Linked DNA regions of Gossypium hirsutum: regions 1 and 2 are each linked to region 3. Evidence: chromatin contacts called from public Hi-C data. All regions are on one chromosome and are shown on one strand. The core of a region is the stretch at or near the end of the contact, and the rest is flanking DNA. Distances in the headings are between cores, read along the strand shown. Region 1 holds the start of LOC107961750 (ethylene-responsive transcription factor 4). Region 2 holds the start of LOC107911873 (dof zinc finger protein DOF1.4). Region 3 holds the start of LOC107961731 (auxin-repressed 12.5 kDa protein).

What was found. Hi-C and Micro-C count contacts between places; a contact is called where the count stands out from the background.
Region 1: a contact with region 3 is called in a Hi-C map of leaf, with 2.1 times the contacts expected there. The contact joins the promoter of LOC107961750 here to the promoter of LOC107961731 in region 3. A contact is called at or near these places in 8 of 34 Hi-C or Micro-C datasets (callus, hypocotyl and leaf).
Region 2: a contact with region 3 is called in a Hi-C map of leaf, with 2.6 times the contacts expected there. The contact joins the promoter of LOC107911873 here to the promoter of LOC107961731 in region 3. A contact is called at or near these places in 2 of 34 Hi-C or Micro-C datasets (anther and leaf).

The regions. Positions count from the first base shown.
Region 1 is chrA06:84,479,211-84,481,910 of Gossypium_hirsutum_v2.1, reverse strand. LOC107961750 (ethylene-responsive transcription factor 4) reads right to left here and starts at 1,437. Exons shown (of 1, transcript XM_016897850.2): 1 at 1-1,437. The coding sequence starts at 525.
Region 2 is chrA06:86,081,913-86,084,612 of Gossypium_hirsutum_v2.1, reverse strand. LOC107911873 (dof zinc finger protein DOF1.4) reads right to left here and starts at 1,264. Exons shown (of 2, transcript XM_016839875.2): 1 at 914-1,264; 2 at 1-728. The coding sequence starts at 707.
Region 3 is chrA06:85,477,767-85,480,466 of Gossypium_hirsutum_v2.1, reverse strand. It overlaps LOC107961731 (auxin-repressed 12.5 kDa protein), which reads right to left and starts at 1,400. Exons shown (of 3, transcript XM_016897821.2): 1 at 1,137-1,400; 2 at 869-1,055; 3 at 1-332. The coding sequence starts at 1,245. The coding sequence ends at 293.

The DNA of each region.
Region 1 (2,700 bases), core at 188-2,687, 1.0 Mb after region 3:
AAATGGGTGTCCTTTCACTGCACCAGGCCGAACGAACGGTTCAAAGTAGAAAACTTTGCGGCCCGCAATATATGGCACCGGTGAAGCTTGCTGGAAAGGAAATCTAACAGCCGTAGGCACGTAACCAGTAACCGCCTCACCTTGTACGAGGTTGAGATCTAAAGGCGAAGAGTCTACCATGAGCGCCGGCTCACGGCTCGAGGATTCCACGGTGCTACTCTGGCTAGGGCTATGGTGGTTGTTGTTACCATTACTTTTACAGTTATTACCTTTGCTGAGATTCTCACAAGGGACCGGAAAATTAGTCTTGGCCTTGGCGCCGCGAAATTCCCTAGCGGCGGCGTCGTAGGCTCTGGCTGCTTCCTCGGCCGTATCAAAGGTTCCTAGCCAAACACGGCTCTTCTTCCCTGGATCTCTGATCTCAGCAGCGTAACGCCCCCATGGACGCTTCCTTACTCCTCTGAAATGAACCTCGTTATTATTCCCAGTACCCTTGACGGCCGCCGTTTTCTCCCTCGGTGCCATTTGAGAAGGGAAAGCCTCAGTTTTCTGTTTTCCGCTTGAAGAAAACGAAGAGTTGGGCTATGTTTTAATGTTCTCCTTTGGTAAAAGGGTATTTATGTGTGGGGTTGAGATAGAATGGAGGAGGGCGAAGCGAGGAGGATTTTATAGAAGGGGAGGAGAGGAATCGGCGAGGAATTGAAGCAGAGTCTAATGAAGGGTACAGTCAAGGAGGGATTTGACTGAGAGGGCGGCTGCCTGGTGGCAGTTTTGTAAATAACGTGACACGTGGGTTATCTTATTTATATCATCATGGCTATTATTATACTATTATCTAACGGATGTTATGATACTGTTGATTGCGTGCGGTAGTATGGGTCTCCATCTCACACTCTCTTCCATCGCGTCCTTTCACACAAAGTGGTGGAAATGGGAACAAGTCGCGTGGGGTAGGGATGTGAAGTGAGAAGAGGGAGTTCCAAAAAGTTGTCGGCATATTCTGCTAACTCGCCGCGTGACATTTGGTTATTTTATGGGTTGATACGATAAATAAGGAGTGGGGGGCGCTGGCTAGTGGCTAGCCCTTTATTTTATTTGTTAAGCCCCGACCCAGCTCCTTTTGAAGCGCTCGCTTGGACCAACAGGTGTTCCTCAGCAATCCAATTACAAGTGGGCACGTTTCATTTGTTCCTTACGCGTGTTGATTGCCACTTAGCAGTCGTAGAAACAAAAACAATAAAGCCTCCTCAGTCTAACGCCTGCTGCCCACATGATTAGCTTCTGACGTCTAGTATCATTTTCACCCGACAGCTCCCACCCTCACTCTCTTTCAACTTCTCGTCAATCTCACGCTCATTTACCCGCTTTTTAACATGGAATTGTTTGAATTTGTGATCAAGAAGCAGTAGTAATAATTTAATAATTATTTGTTGATTTGTTGGTTAAGAGAGTGTATGAAATAATAAAGTGGAATAACAACTAAAGAAGTGGTCATAGAAATTGAGAAGGTAAATCTTATTACAACAACCGTATAGAATAAAAAAAGGGTTTAGTTTCTTAATGAGTTGTGTTTTCTAGAAAATTCGTAGATTATAGGACAAATGTTTATATAATTAAAAAATAGGGTGGTGTGGGGGACAGCCCGGGCGGCTGCCCACAAAAATTTCCTAAGATTTCACGCTCCACAACACACCCACCAATTTTCTGCTGCCGGCTGTTGAGCGGAAACGTTAGGCCCCACACCTTTGAAATTAATTTAAAATTATGGTTGAGCCTCATTTCATTCTAACGGAAAAAATAGGAATTTTTTTTTAAAATTTTAAGTTAATTGAGTAGAATTATTCGACAGTTTGAGATAATTTGAATAAATAAATTAAGTTTTAAGTTCTAGTTAAATTGAATTTTATAATTTAAATAACTCAAATAATAAATTAATGTATATATCCCTTTAGTCTTTGCTCAATTTTAAGAATGAGCTAATTGGTTTTTTTTCAATAAAAAATTCAAATAATTTTTAAATATTTAAATTTTTATAAAAATCTTAAAATTTATATTTTTAAATTTTTTATAAAAATACAAAAATTCTAAAGAATATATAAAATAGTTTTAAAAAATTATAAAATAATAATTTTGAAAACTTAAATAAGTAAATTAACTATTTAAGTTGATCATACTAAAATATCTTTTTTTTATTTTACTTTGAAATTGAAAGAGTTTTTAAATATATATAGTTTCAAATATATATATATACTCTAAAATAGAATTAATTATACGGTGACAAGATTTTAATTTAACATATTTAATTTTTTTAATTTAACTCTATCACCTTATTTGATTTAAAAAAAATCAAATAGAATTAAAATAATAAAGTAAGACTCATCAACTCAATTAACTCAATATTTTTTTACTCAATTTTATCCTAGCATTCACCCCTATTTAAAACCATCATGTTGTTCTACTGCTTCAAAATCTCACTTCCATTTCAATATTTCATTTTCCTTGGTATGAAATTTTAATTTAGCACTGATTGGTACTTATGTAATTCAAATTTATGATTTTTTAAGGATTGACGTGAAAAAGAGTAGAGATATAATGAACTGGTAAAAGAATCAATAAATTTTATTTTTATATTTTTTATAAATATATTTTATAAGGTAACATATTTAACTTATATTCTTTCCGTGTGTATTTCGATGAGAA
Region 2 (2,700 bases), core at 15-2,514, 600 kb before region 3:
AGATCTCGAAAAGGTGGTAAGGCTTGGAAATGGGTAGGCGGTTGAGTGTTTCCAAGGCCACCATCAATGAACTTGTGTTGGTGAAGTGCAGAAGCTAACAAAGAAGCAATGGTTGGTGTAGCGATGGTGAAGATATTGGAATAGGTTGAAAGGAGTGGATTTGAAGTGATAACGTCCTGGATTTGCTTACCATTTCCATAATCACCATCCCCAGAATCACTAGACACAATAGCAGTAGCAGAAGAAAACCCTGGTCTAAAAGCATTCAGTTGAGGAGGTTGCAGATCATAGTTGGTCACTGTTTCCACACCTGAAGAAACTCTTGAATCAGAACAATTAGGGAATGGAAGATTGGTATCAGCTGCTAACCCATAAAACAAAGGGTTGATGTTGATAGGGGGGGTAGAGGGTGAAGAAACGTCGATTTGAAGCCTAGGACTGGGACTTGCAGTTGCACCAGCAATGGCTGAAGCAGGCCTCTTGAGACGCTTGTTTTTCCGGCAACCACCGCCCACTGGAACATTCCTTAAAGTGCCTCCTTTAGTCCAATAACGCTTACAAGCCTTGCAAAAGTGTCTGGGCTGAGATAAACTATAGTTGTTGTAGTAGCAGAACTTGGTGTTTGATGAATCACATCGAGGACACTTCAGGGCTTGTGCTTGTTGGCTTGGTTTCTCCATAAGCTTACTTGTTGAAGCCATCATCATGTGTTTCTCATCTACACGATTCTGCAACCAAAGAGAGGTGAGAAAGAAAAAGGAAAGAAAGAATGAAATGAGGTGTTCTTAGGGTAAAATAACAACACAACATAGATATTCTCTTCCAAAATGCAAAGCAACAAAAATGGGGTCATCACTCTTTTTTCTTTTTTTTTTTTTTGTCTAATTATTGAGAGTGAGAGAGAGTAAAACACCTTTGGCCATTAATTAGTAGTTGAAGTGATCACCATTTCTCCTCTCAAAAGAGCCTTTGTTAATGGGGGTTCAAATATTACCTGAGAAGTGATTGACAGATTATGTTGTGATTACCATTACAACAACTTTATTCTTTTTATTTGTTAATAATCAAATTTTCACGTGATGGGTTTGGGTTTATAATTGAAAAACAAACCAAATTTATAATTAAAAAAATGAAAGGTGGGGAGGAAGAATATATGTATGGAGGGTACAAATATTCAAAATCCAAGAACAAGACAGGAAGGTAAAGCAGAACAGATGAATCTTTGAGAAGTTCAAGAAAAGAAAGAACATAAAATGAGACTTTTTGCATATCCACTATTATGCAACATTCCTTTATAGTGAGAGAGGGTATTCCCCAATGCAATCCCCCTTTTACTTTATTTCAACTTTATTATAATTATTGAATTCTAAACCAACATTTTTATAATTCATATTAAATAATGATAAGGTATAAAAAGTTTCATGCACCTACCTAGTTTCAAAACATGTAGGAAACAGGAAATTAATTGATATGCTTAGTAGGTACAGGGTGTCCTTTGATTAAAACCCAAACAATATTTGTAACCATTACATCTTAATTTTCTCACACAAATGTTATTAATACTTTTTGAGTCGTCGTTTCAAAAAATATAAAAGACTAAATACATACATTTTATAAAGTACATCATGGGAGGACAAAGATGTGACGCATCTATCATTTAACCCACCCACTGGTTATCCAAAACAGCTCACCTATATACGTCTCTTGTAATAGACTGAAGTTCAAAGTTGAAACGATAAAACCTTCTTTCTTTCGATTTATTTAAAAAGGAAATATATATATATTACGTTCAATTTCAAATTTAATTTATTAAGTTAAAGCTCAGTAATATTTTTAATATCAATTAAATTTGAAAAAAGATTGGAATGAAATACTAAAGTATGTTTCTGGTTAACGCGTATGATATTTGTGATCACAGAAATGGATGGACTTGTATTTGTTGAAAGGGATGATTAATCTTTTGCCTTTTTCTTTTCCATTAAGATGGCCGTACGGTTATAACGTGGAGAAATAATAAAGACAGAACCAACGCAGATGGGTTCGAATGGTTTTAGTAAAATTTTATGTTTATGTTCTACTTCTTTTTATAACTATCGAAGAACAAAAAAACATAATGGGCCCTACTACAAACCCACACCACACTTTGAGATGATAATTGCCCCCACCATATGTGGCCAAGATATACTTAATTGCCAAACATGAAAGAAACCCAACCAGCACGTTAAGGCCAAACTCTTCAATGTTATTTGCAGACAAAGATCTCACTCTCCATTTTTAGTTTCTTTTTTTATTCACGTATTTGCCCACCTTTCACTTCAATCACAAAAACAGAAACTACCCATTTGCCCTCTAAATAAATATCATTTTTTCCATCAAACAAGGGTAAATTTGTCCATCCCAGGGGTTGCTCAATTGAGTTTCTTTGTTGCTTTCAGAGAAAAAAAACGTATTATACAAATTTGTAGTATATGGATTCTTTTCCAAGGACCATATATTCCATTCCATGACCGATGAATCCATCATGTACCCTACTGTACTTTCATTTGTAATAGTTTGTAATATTTTAATTTTGTGGACGGTGATGAATGTTGAAAAATAAATAAAGGTCGAATTAGGCCATGTCTCATGTGGGAACAAACCAGCACATGCAATGGCATGGTTCATGATGGCCCAACTTGGGTATGAGATTTTGTCATAATA
Region 3 (2,700 bases), core at 151-2,650:
ACTAACGCAACATCATTCATACAATACCCCTTCCCTTTATTTAATAATTATTTAATATAGCAGCAGCTGCCGCCGCTCACGGCCGGGATCTTGAATGACATAAGGTCATCGACCACCCTGCGCTGCCGCTTACTCTTTTAAACATCTTACTTACTACTACTACTTAATTGACCCATTGAAGAACTTTTAAAAAGGACGATATATATATTTACATGCAAATCCTGCTCCTTCAGTAGCTGCAACCTTCTGCTAGTGGTTTTGCTACCATCCGCCGCCGTCAGCCACCGCCTAATCAACGGTGATGCTTGCTCCGGGTCTCCCCGCTGTAAAGCCTGCATCCCATCCCATCCGGACCAAACTTTCTTCTTAAATTTTAGTTAACACCCAGAAATTAGATCCATGCAAATTACACTAATTATTAATCTTTGGTTATTTATCATCTTATAGTAAATTGACAAGAATAATTAAAAAGAAAAGCTTATAAATGGATTAATGTAATAATTACAGCATACTGTTATTTCCACGCAGCTACCAAACAAAGAGCCAAGTTTTCCGGCATGATCTGTCTCTGAGCCTCCGTTTGGTTGCTGAGAAAACGTTAGGGAAAAAAAAAACAAACAGGAAAGTTTTTGAGGCTTCCTTTTTGAAAAACTCTTCATTTTAGTACTATATATTAAAAAGAATCCAAATTCCAAAACACCTGGTTAATATATATATATGACTCTTCTATGATTAATTTTCTCAGCAACCAAACAGATGGGGATCACAAACATCCAAAAAGCAAAATCAAAGTCCCACTTATATATATCCAATTATCCAAGCTAGCATGCATGCAAATAACTGAACAAGAAAAAAAATCTGTACGAACCAGTCATAAACAGTAGGAGAGTTAGGTTGAGGCTTGTCGAAAACTTCAGCGCCAATACCTTTGGTTGCAAGGTTGCTACCTGGATTGAACACGCTCCTCCACACGTTGTCCCTACGAGCCGACACCGGCGTCGATGGTGTCCCAGGTGTCGTCGGACTCGTCGGCATCGCCATTGATGAAGCCTCATCTAATGAAAAGATTCAATTTCAGAGTGAAACTTAAATGTCCACAATACAAATGATGAAATGCAAAAGCTAATTGTTTTTACCTTTGGTGGACAAGGGTGGGGTGGTGGTGATCTTCCTCAGCCGGCCAAGGCCACGTTCCGGTTGAGGACCGGCCACTACATCATCCCAAAGTTTCTCTAGCAGAACCATTTTTCTTTTCTTTCAATTATATCTCTTCTCTGTTTGTGTTTTTGGTGCTTTTGGGTGGCTTTTATTTGGTGGCATATATAGAGGAAGATTCAGCCCAAAATATCTTTCCTGCCTACTAATATGGATATTAATTTTTGCTATTTCCAATCATTTGCTATCCGGACAACATTCATTTATTACTTTAATTTTAAGATATAAATTATTATTTTACATATTGTAAGTAAAAAATTACAAAGGAGTATTACGATTGTTTTTAAATATATATTTTGATTTTTTAAAAAATTAAATAAGAATATTTTGATTAGATGCAATTGTATATAAAAAATTTTAATTTTAATTTAATTATATAAAGAAAGTCCTAACTATTAGTTTACTTATTATATATAAACAATTATATTTATTTATTATGAAGATGATTGATTTTTTTCTAAATGTGTTAGTGTATTTTCATATTGCTTGCTACTTTTAATGAAAAATTAGTTTAAAATAAACTAACTAAAAAAATAGGATATAATTTTTAGTTTAGTGGGTACAATTAATTAAGCTTTAATTCTTAATTCGTTTAATTATACCAAAAGAGAGTTATTATACAAAAATTGAAAATGTACTATTTAAATAAAAATCTTTAAATTTTAATGAATATTGGCAATAGAAGATTGAAGAGTGGAGATATGGAAACGGATGGATAAGAATGAGTAAAGGGAAAGGGACCCGCAAAATAGTATTCTCAATTAAAAATCAGAAGAGAAGAGGAGAGAGTGGGTTAAAGGTTTCAGTCACAAGTGTGACCCTCTCATACAAGTTTTGTCCTATTCTTCTCGACAGCATCATCATGTATTACAAGATGACACGTGGATCTCATTCCCTTTATCATTATGGAACTTCTTTCAATGAGCTTTTCATAATAGTTTATGTAATTAATTACTTAAATTCTTACGAAATTTATAATATTTTATTTAATTGGCTGATATATATTTTTTAAAGAAAACTGTCAAAATATATTAAAGAGAATCTCAGGCCACCCAAAAGCAAGAGAGTAAGAATACCCTCCATTTTAGATTAACCCAACCCTTTGCATGCTTGGAAAAGAATCGTTTTAAATTTTCGATGCTAGTGAATCGCTCTAAATCTGGAACATTCTGCAAATTACTAGTTTCAGTTTCAGTTTCAGTTTCAAGATTACTAGCCATTCTTCAACACAACCAAGGTTCGTCTATGCATAGATTGTCTATCCATTTGCACCATTTCCTGTACTGCCACTGGAACTTCCACCACCCACCACACATTTCACTTCCGACTTAACCCTTCTCTGGCCAACAGGTGAGCCATTCTATTACCTCCTCTCTTTATGTGTTGAAATTTAATTCATTCAAACATTAATGTAACACTTTCATACTTAACTCGATTGTCGGGTCACAACACCATGGTATTATATTTATTGTCAGAGTAATTGCT